Linked DNA regions of Mus musculus: region 2 is linked to region 1. A link is a contact called in public Hi-C data. All regions are on one chromosome and are shown on one strand. The core of a region is the stretch at or near the end of the contact, and the rest is flanking DNA. Distances in the headings are between cores, read along the strand shown.

Region 1 (4,542 bases), core at 996-3,495:
ATATACTTTAGTTCAAGTTATGGCCTCAGGATTCTAGAGTCTCTTCTGTAGCCATTTTCTGATCTCTCCTTTTTTAAACTAGATGAAAAAGCATAGTTGCCCTTAAATTAAAAAAAAAAAAAAAAAGGTGTGGGGGAGAGGCGGGGGGGTGGGGGGGGGGAGGTGTGGTGATGGTGCTTAGTGGGAGAGTCCCTGCCTGGGGTGCACTGCGAGGCCCTGGGCTCTATCTGCAGCACTAGAAATGCAAGCTCACATTCTCCTTTTCTTTAGTTCATCCACTTTTTATATGTATGAAATCCTTTTCAATTTGATCTCAGAGGGAATCAGATACAATAGTTTTAGCTCAATGAGTTATTGTAAGAACATTCTACTTTTTGTAAGTACCTACTACTTGCTATTTGTATCCTAGTACTTTTATGATATTCTGTGACTTTCTGACAAATAATTTAGATCTGAACTTGGAAGATGAAGTGCTTTACTACTGTTAAAATTTTGTACCAAACACAATAAACCTTTCTTGAAATGTGTTTTGTAGCTTGATAATTTTTAGCTGGTTGTTGTTTTCTTTGCCAGTAAAAAGTTTCTGAACTTGGCATCCAGTAGTCACCATTTCAGCCATGCCCTCAGTTCATGACTAGGGCTGTGCTCAAACATTGTTTTACCCCCAAGAAACTATAGAGTGTCTACCTGACACTAACCTAAGCCTCATGTCACAGTTTTAGAACAATGGGAAGTCACAAAAATATCCTTGTTGACAGATATTTTCTGTGCTATAATGCCATCATTAAAGCAAACATGGGTATATGTGCTGACATTGTAGAATACTTAGTGGGTGGGTAAAGGGTTTTGCATTTTCAATCAGATTTTGACTACTATATTTTCTCTTCAATAACAGGTAGCTATTGATGAAAAGATAGCAATAAATTGGAGTCTTAGCATTTTGTACCTTCAAATTTTAACCTGAAAAGGCTGGTTGACAGGAATAAATCTCAACTTACAATGGCAGTACTAATGATTAGAGCTAGTGGAAAATTGTAAAAATACAGTGTTAGTAGAAACAAATCAATTTAGTCAAATTGGGTTAAAGAAAAATGAAAAAACTGGAAATGTGTTACTCTATATTAACAACAACAGCAAAAAAGTTTAATTCTTTGACCAAGTTGACCAATCCCTAAAATAATTTCACTGAAAAGCCAACATTTTCAACTATATTCTTAAATGTAATTGGGATGAGTTGGAAGCATGGTCTCTTTTAATATTCAGTTACTGATTTAAAATTGAAAATGAAGACTCAAAAGAAAATCTGTTTTTAAAAAAAGATCATGAGCCAGGCAAGGTACGATGGCCTAAGTCTTTAATCCTAGCACTTGGGAAGTAGAGGCAGGCAAATCTCTGACTTTGAAGCCAGCATGGGCACGCCTTTAATCCCAGCACTTGGTGAGGCAGAGGTAGACGGATTTCTGAGTTCGAGGCCAGCCTGGTCTACAGAGTGAGTTCCAGGATGGCCAGGGCTACACAGAGAAACCCTGTCTCAAAAAAAACCAAAAAAAAAAAAAAAAAAAAAAAAAAAAGAAGCCAGTATGGTCTATGAAATGAAGTCCACCCTGGGATACAAAGTAAGACTGTATAATAAAAACAAACAAAAACAAGCTGTTGCCAAGCCTGGGGTGCACATCTGTAATACTAGCATTTTGTTTGAGGCAGAAGGATCATGAATTTGAGGCAATCATGGTACACAGTATAACTCTCTCAAACAAAACGAAATTAAAAACAACAACAAAAACAGAAGAGAAAGGTACAATGCCTTTATTTGAGGGTATGAATAATTTCTATGTGTAGTTTTGTTATTAAAGGAATGCTTTGTAATTGATTACTTCTTTGTATGCCTCAGGTACATTTCCATAAAGCCTGATAATCGAAAATTGGCCAACGGAACAAATGTCTTGGGCCTACTGGTGGACACTTTATTAAAGGAAGGCTTTCATCTGGTCAGCACTAGAACACCAGCCTCTGGAGAAAAAAGTGAATGCTATGTCTTTGAAAGGATAACAACCCCTCAAGTCCTTGGGATGAGTAAAACACCCAAATCAGAAACTACCACCATGCCAGCGCCGTCTCAGAAGTGACACTGTTCTTTGGACATTCCATATCGGGGACTGTCTGTCAGATCTGTACTGTGTAACTTTGGGTTCCTCGAGCAGTGCTTAAAGCCACACTGCCTCTTCTCTCAAATCAGCATTGGACTTTGTGCTCTGGCCCTTGCTTCTTTCGCCATGAACTCTCATAGTTTTTAGAAATGGGCCCTGGACTTGGACTGTGTCTAATCCTAGTTTAGTCATTTATTAGCTATGTGACTTAATTGAGACATTTAACATTTCTGTGTTTTAATTTTTATCTATTAACTAGGGACAAAAAAAAAGTAACTCCTCAAAGGAGACAAAGTTCTCATTATGTTGCCCGGCATGTGGTAGGCATTCAGTAACTGTTATTAATGATAATGATCATGGGTCACTTGCTTTCAAACCCATCTCTTCTCCAGGGCCTTGTTTTCTCCCTTGCCTTTTGCTTCTCTGCAGTGTCAGTGCCTTAGCGTTCTATTGTTATAAGAAGACACCTTGACCATGGCGATGTCATGTTCTTATCAGGAAAACATTTAATTGTGGCTGGCTTACAGTTCCAGAGGTTTAGTTCATTATCATCACAGTGGTAAGCATGGCAGTATCCAGATAGACAAGGTGCTGGAAGAGCCAAGAGTTCTACATCTTGATCCTTAGACAACAGAAGGAAACTGTGTCACCCTGAGCATAGCTTGAACATAGGAGACCTCAAAGCCCGCCTCCATAGGGACATGCTTCCTCAAACAAGGCCACACCTCCTAGTAGTCCCTACTCCCTATGGGCCAAGCGTTCAGACACATGAGTCCATTGGGAGCCACACCTATTGAAACCACGAGTCAGTGACTGAACCCTCAGGCATACAAAGCCCTCTATGACTATGATTGTACCCCTCAGCAGATGATCCTTCTGTATAGACACATATTATCATAAAACCAGGTTTCCCTCAAAAAACCAATAAAACAAAAAACAAACAAAAAATCCAAAAACAAAAATCCCCAAACCAGGTTTTCTTCACTTAAAGATAAGTTCTATGAAAAGTTTCTAATACTACTATACATACAGTATTGCGCCAAACTCATCAATCATACAGTGTCTACATCTGGTGGAAAACACTAGAACAATAAAGTACACATAATTTCAGCACTTGGAAGGCAGAGGCAGGTGGATTTCTGAGTTCGAGGCCAGCCTGGTCTACAGAGTGAGTTCCAGGACAGCTAGAGCTACACAGAGAAACCCTGTCTTGAAAAACACAAACAAAACAAAACAAAACAACAACAAAGTACACATAACTTTCTCTTGTGTTTTATTTGTGTTAAACACTAGGATAACACCTAAAAGAGAAAGTACTTCATCAAAAGGCTCCTAGTGCTTGCTTGTAGTTGAGTGAAAAGCTGTTATGTGTATGTACTTCAAAGTATGCAAGTCATTCAAGAACATGTTTTAAATATTTTTCTTAGGTAGGGTTACTCTGGCTACCATGAAACACCATGACCAAAAGCCAAATGGGGAGGAGTTTATTTGGTTTACACTTTTGTGGGGGTCCCTGCAAATACCAGGGCTGGTAGAGAAACCATCCATGTGAGGCGAGAAGGAGATCCAGTTCAGCAGGATTTAGTGAGCCTGTGTTGATTCAAACTTGACCCTGACACCAGGCAGTTTATTTTGGTCATACCTAGGTACAGTACAACATTGGAAAAAGTTTCCTGGTAAATGTGGCTCTCATCTCTTACTCAACAGTGCAAGTTGAGTGGATTGCAGTCATTACGATTGCTCCCTTGACAGCAGCACTTGGTTACCCTGGCTTACAACAAGTTCTACATTAAAGAATTTAAGTTCTTAGAAGTTTTACTGTACCAACAAAGCTATGGTGGACCTTCAGGTCCAGAAAGACAACCCCAAGGGGTTGCATGCCTTCAGCATAGAAGATCTGGGAGGTAACACAATGATTGATGCTACTGGAGGTCAAAAAGTTCCCTGAGAAGCCGGGCGTGGTGGCGCACGCCTTTGATCCCAGCACTCGGGAGGCAGAGGCAGGCGGATTTCTGAGTTCGAGGCCAGCCTGGTCTACAAAGTGAGTGCCAGGACAGCCAGGGCTACACAGAGAAACCCTGTCTCGAAAAACCAAAAAAAAAAAAAAAAAAAAAAAAAAAAGTTCCCTGAGATGGGCTCAGAGAAAATACAATGAAGGGACTGGAAACAATGTGGGACCTCTGAGCATCAAGGAAAAAAAAAAAAAAAGTAAATGTAATGGACATATTTGTGCTGCATTCCGCATGCTGTGATGTTACCTGATCATTTAATTAGAATGTTATCCATTCTGTCTGCCTGGCATCCTGATTCACAGCTTTCATACTCAAGTCATCAGCCTTGCTATTGAAACACTGTGGTGCAAACCTGTTGAAAGGAGCAGAGGGAGTGGGAGGGG
Region 2 (4,552 bases), core at 733-3,232, 640 kb after region 1:
ACATGGTGGAAGGAGAGAACTAATTCCTATGTGTTGTCCTCTGGCCTCCACACACATAAGCCATAACACACATACTTACATGTAAACATACTTAATAGATAAATGAATTAATTAGTAATAATAAAATATGGGCCAGAGCTAGTTCAGTGGCATGCGTAACCCAGCAGTTTAAAGCACCCCATGCTGAGTCTAACATAGCGAATGCATAGTATTACATAGCTAATGATGACACCATTGGCTGCTATTCACCAGCAGCCACACTCCCTTCTTCTCCATAGGCTAGTTACCAATTCCAGGTTATCTACTCCAGTGGGTGTGGCCTATGATGGCCCTTCCATTTGGCTTGGGACTTCGTTCTGAACAATGGAGTGTGACAGGAAGTGAGGAATGCTGGGACACTCCCAGGCCCATGCTAAACTCCAAAGAGGTCTTATACCCAGCTCTTCTGGTGACATTGAGTTAGATCCGGGGAAAGTCAGGAAGCCCCGGTGGCAGGAAAACAGGTTTGGGAGAGGGAAACAGATTTGCATTATCTGTGTATGAGCAATATACAGAACCCTTTAATGTCGCGCTTTTAACAAAAAGTAGTGAACACACCGCAACACAGCAAACAAAACGTGCTGCAGACAAGGCGCGGGAACGTAAATCGGTCAAAGGTTTAGAAATAGACTTGGTACGGGACAGACTTGAGGGTCTGAAAGCTCTGAGTACGGGCACACCGGATAAAGCTGGTTGTTCCAGGAATGAGTTGGGAGAGCAGAGCTAGATCTTAAATTCAACCAGTGGAAGTCGCTGACATGGGAAAAAGGGGCTCTGAGGGGCGTGGCCTCTGCCTGGAGGCTTCTGTTCAGGCTCCAGCCTGAGCCAGGGTGGGTAGCACAGCTGCTGGGAGGGGTCACATCACAGCCCAAGCAAGCCTACAACACTATCCTATCCTTTCTCTTGGAGCCTGCTGTGGGATCCAAGGAGCCCAGGTAAAACGCTAATGTCTCAGCATGTGCTTTCAAACAAATCAAAGTTGGTTTTGAACTGGGAATGAAAGATAGGAAAAGAGGAAATGGCAATTTCTTGTCATATTTGAAGATGGACTTTCTGTGTTTTGTTAAAACTTGAGTTCAACAGCTATGGCACTCCCTCGGGACTGGAAAGATAGAAAAAGACAAGTTATTATTTATTATTATTATTATTATTATTATTATTATTATTATTAATTATTAATTATTTTAACTCAGTAAAAGAGAAACACTAGAGTCCCTTCGTTTGGAACATGGCATTTCCAGATTGTTAGTCATTCTCTCCAGTACTGAGCTTGCTTCTGTGCCACCTCAGGGGACGACAAAGCATGTGGCCCCACTGCCTCTAAGCGACCCCACCACAATGGACCTCACTCCACATGTTCATTAAATGTCTACTGACCCACCCCCTGCATTAGAATTTGTGCTCAGGGAGACCATGCTAAAGAGAGTTCATGGTCTAGCCACTGACAACAGGGCAAAATTCCAAGAGGCTTTGTAACAGGCAACCACACCAAATGGCCTTGTCAAGGGTCATTTGGAAGGTGACAGACATCAGTCTGCCCAGTTGTGAAACCTTTTACTGATGTTAATAGAAGCATAATGAAAGGGGTGACGGAAACAGTCTATTCCACGCGGAATAACTCTGCACTCACAGTTCCTTCGAAAAAACAGTAGCATGTGCAACACAATATGTATAACTCTCGGGTTACACAGCATCACAAACGTCACTGAAGTTTTCTCCATTTAAAGCTAAACGTGGAGTGCTGAGGGCAGCTTTCTCAAGATCATATTATGCGTTGGCGGTGGGGCCTGCCGCAGGGCCTCGTGGGTGGCAGCCAGGAGCAGGCTGTCCGTACCACCTCACCTTCCAGCCATGCAAGGACTTCCGGGTATGCCAGTTTAGTTGGTCTTGCCCCACCCAGAGGCCGCAGCCAAAGCCAGGCAGTCTTGTTTCTCTGGAGTCCCTGGTCCAAGGTCCTGCTGGTGCTGCCCTGCCTTCCTCACCCTCTAAAGAGAGGCATTGAGTCCTCCCCTCTCTCTCCAGCTGGAGGGCTGAAGTTACAAAGATGTTTTCCCCGCTCTCCATTCCCACTACTCCTCTGGCTTCCCGTTTTGAAGCTCAAAGGCAGAAGCTGCTCAGGTTTACGTCCACCAGTGGTTTTGTTATTTGCATGCCACTTGTCTAGTTTGTTCTCTGTCTTAGCTCCTCCCCAGTAGATTGGACAGGTTAGTGGCTATTTTGCAAGGGAAATTTTATTAACTGTAGTGATTTCTGTGTCTGCAGTCATACTAGCCATTCCCATCCCTAATTACGCCTGCACAGATCGAACTAAGTACAGAGACTTGAAGAGGTTAGGATCTTGTCTAAAAGAGACTCTGTAACCCAGATGTGATTACACAACTGCAGTCCTTGTGACAGGCAGAGCAAAGGGTCACACCAAGTTCAAGGCCAGCCTGGCCTACCTAATACATTCCTGGCCAACTAGGGCTATATAACAAGAGTCTACTAAGAAAAATAATCAATTGATGATTGATTGATTGTTGATTGCTTGGTTGATTGATTAATGATTGGTCAGTTGATTGATTGGAAATGAACTCTAAAATGACTGCTACATATAGTCTTCTTTTGGTACTAGTGTAAAGGGAATTAAAATATTTTCTATGGACACTTTTGACTTGGGGACAATAGTTGAATAATGTTATCCTCAGAAGTTATGGCAACAAGCTTTCTCCTCTTTGCTGGACTTGGAGACTTTTACTACATGATAGCTGTCTGCTGGGCTATCTTCGTTCTCTCTAAGGCAATGGATGGTGTTACAGATGGCCCACTCCTGTGTGGCTGAAACACTGTGTTTCCACTGTTGGATTGTTCGTGTGTGTGTGTGTGTGTGTGTGTGTGTGTGTGCAGCTTATCAACATGTCAAGAGCTCTGAGAGTCAGTAAGAGTAGTTTGGGTGTCTGTTGTTTTGTCTTTGGGGGTTGTTTTAGGTTTAGTTTAGGTTTTTGGTTTTTTCCTGAAGGAGACAGAATGACAGGGGGACAATGAAGGCTCCAGACACAAGGTGTCATTTGGGCCAGGTTTGAAGAATAAATCATGTTTCACCAAGTGGGGAGGATGTCTACCTGGGGTTGACACATTGTGGGGAGTGCACGGGGGAAGTGTGGTGTATGGAAAGTAGAAAGCGTAACAGCACAGGACAGAAGCTAGTGGCATGAAAAGGACAGAGAGGTGGCATCTGGTAGTCACAGCAGGTGGCACTCAGACCCAAGAGCACCATGAAGAGTGCTTAGCCTGTATGACTGCGTGTAAAAAGAAGTTTAAAAACCTTCAAAAGTGTTCAAGGGAAAACTTGAAACCAAGAAAGCACTCCTCTTGCTGTTGGAAAGTTTCCTTGCTTTCAAAAGAGATTAGGAAAAAATGAGGAAAAACAAACAAACAAACAAACAAACCAACCAACCAAAGAGATTAGACACTCTGGACTATGGGTCCCTTCCCATTACGTGTAATTTTAATGTACTAATTGCAACCTACTCTTCTTAAACTGTCCTTGGGTGAAGAAAGGGCATTGAGCATGAAGAACATAGCCACTAGCAGAATCTTTCAAGCAGGGCAAACACACTGTGCATCTCCTGCAAACGAAGCGCTTCAGCAGTGGACAGTAAAGCAGCCAGGCTGAATAAACCACCCAGAGCCTTAAGCGTTTAGTTTGGAAAACACTCCACTCGGTTCTTTGTACTCTCACATCCTTGCATTATGGAAAGTGGGCGTGTGGTTCTTGAGGAGGTGAGGAGAGAGCCATCAATGGTATTGATAACTCTTTGTTTCCTACTGCCTGAGATTCTCCTAATAACCTGATAGATAATTCTGCAGCAAGCAGCCTGGGGCCCTGCAACTCCCTACCTGTGTGAGGTTAGCAGGGAAAAGGCTTAGGAAATGATTGCTAGCAAGCTAAACCGTGGGGGTGACTCAATTTAACATGAATGTTTGGGGAGGCACTACAACTTTCTAGAAATAAGAATTCTGTATTAGGGAGGGTTCTCTAGAGAAACAATAAGATACAATTGATCAAATAAGATAGATAGATAGATAGATAGATAGATAGATAGATAGATAGATAGATAGATAGATATGGGATTTGTTAGAGTGACTTATAGGCTGGGGTCTGGCTGTTCCAACAATGGTTGTCTCCTAAGAGAAAGCCCAAGAGTCCAATGGTTGTTCTGTCCATGAGGCGGGACGGCACAGATGGTCTTTAATATCCACCAGAACACTGAAGAAGTAGGTTCTAATGCCAGTGAAGGGTTGAACTTGCCAGCAAAAGTGAGAGCAAGGATGCAAACAACAAGAACTTTCTTCTTCCAAGTCCTCTGTACAGGCTACCAGCAGAAGGTGTGGCCCAGATTTAAGGTTGGGTCCTCCCACTTCGAATGATCCAATCAAATACATCCTTCACCTAGTAGCTTGAGTTTGGGTTAATTACAGATGTAGTCAAGTTGGCAACCAAGAGAAACCATCAAATATTTGTTCCCTGAGA

Evidence for each region. A called contact is a pair of places that touch in the nucleus more often than the background predicts.
Region 2: a contact with region 1 is called in a Hi-C map of liver, with 2.7 times the contacts expected there. The contact joins two enhancer-like sites. A contact is called at or near these places in 4 of 39 promoter capture datasets (the SN4741 cell line, Sertoli cells, embryonic stem cells and 1 more), 2 of 15 datasets of contacts at CTCF or cohesin (the NIH/3T3 cell line and large pre-B cells), 4 of 484 Hi-C or Micro-C datasets (bone marrow-derived macrophages, cortical neurons, liver and 1 more), 14 of 115 datasets of contacts at active chromatin or transcription factors (bone marrow-derived macrophages, craniofacial prominence, embryonic basal ganglia and 7 more) and 1 of 9 other capture datasets (embryonic stem cells).

Annotation. Positions count from the first base shown.
Region 1 is chr14:61,609,761-61,614,302 of GRCm38.p6, forward strand. Kcnrg (potassium channel regulator) reads left to right here. Exons shown (of 2, transcript NM_001039105.3): 2 at 1,892-3,073. The coding sequence ends at 2,126. Dleu2 (deleted in lymphocytic leukemia, 2) reads right to left here. Exons shown (of 7, transcript NR_028264.1): 6 at 4,406-4,511. It also overlaps a transcript of Trim13 not described here. Among named protein-coding and RNA genes, the nearest start is that of Kcnrg, 4.6 kb to the left of the region's middle. Within about 2 kb of position 2,246, at least 8 of the 459 cell types and tissues checked have an H3K27ac peak or open chromatin away from gene starts, as enhancers often do. A contact at or near this core is called in liver, where this site is marked.
Region 2 is chr14:62,247,024-62,251,575 of GRCm38.p6, forward strand. No RefSeq gene overlaps it. Among named protein-coding and RNA genes, the nearest start is that of Dleu7, 44 kb to the right of the region's middle. Within about 2 kb of position 1,983, at least 12 of the 459 cell types and tissues checked have an H3K27ac peak or open chromatin away from gene starts, as enhancers often do. A contact at or near this core is called in liver, where this site is marked.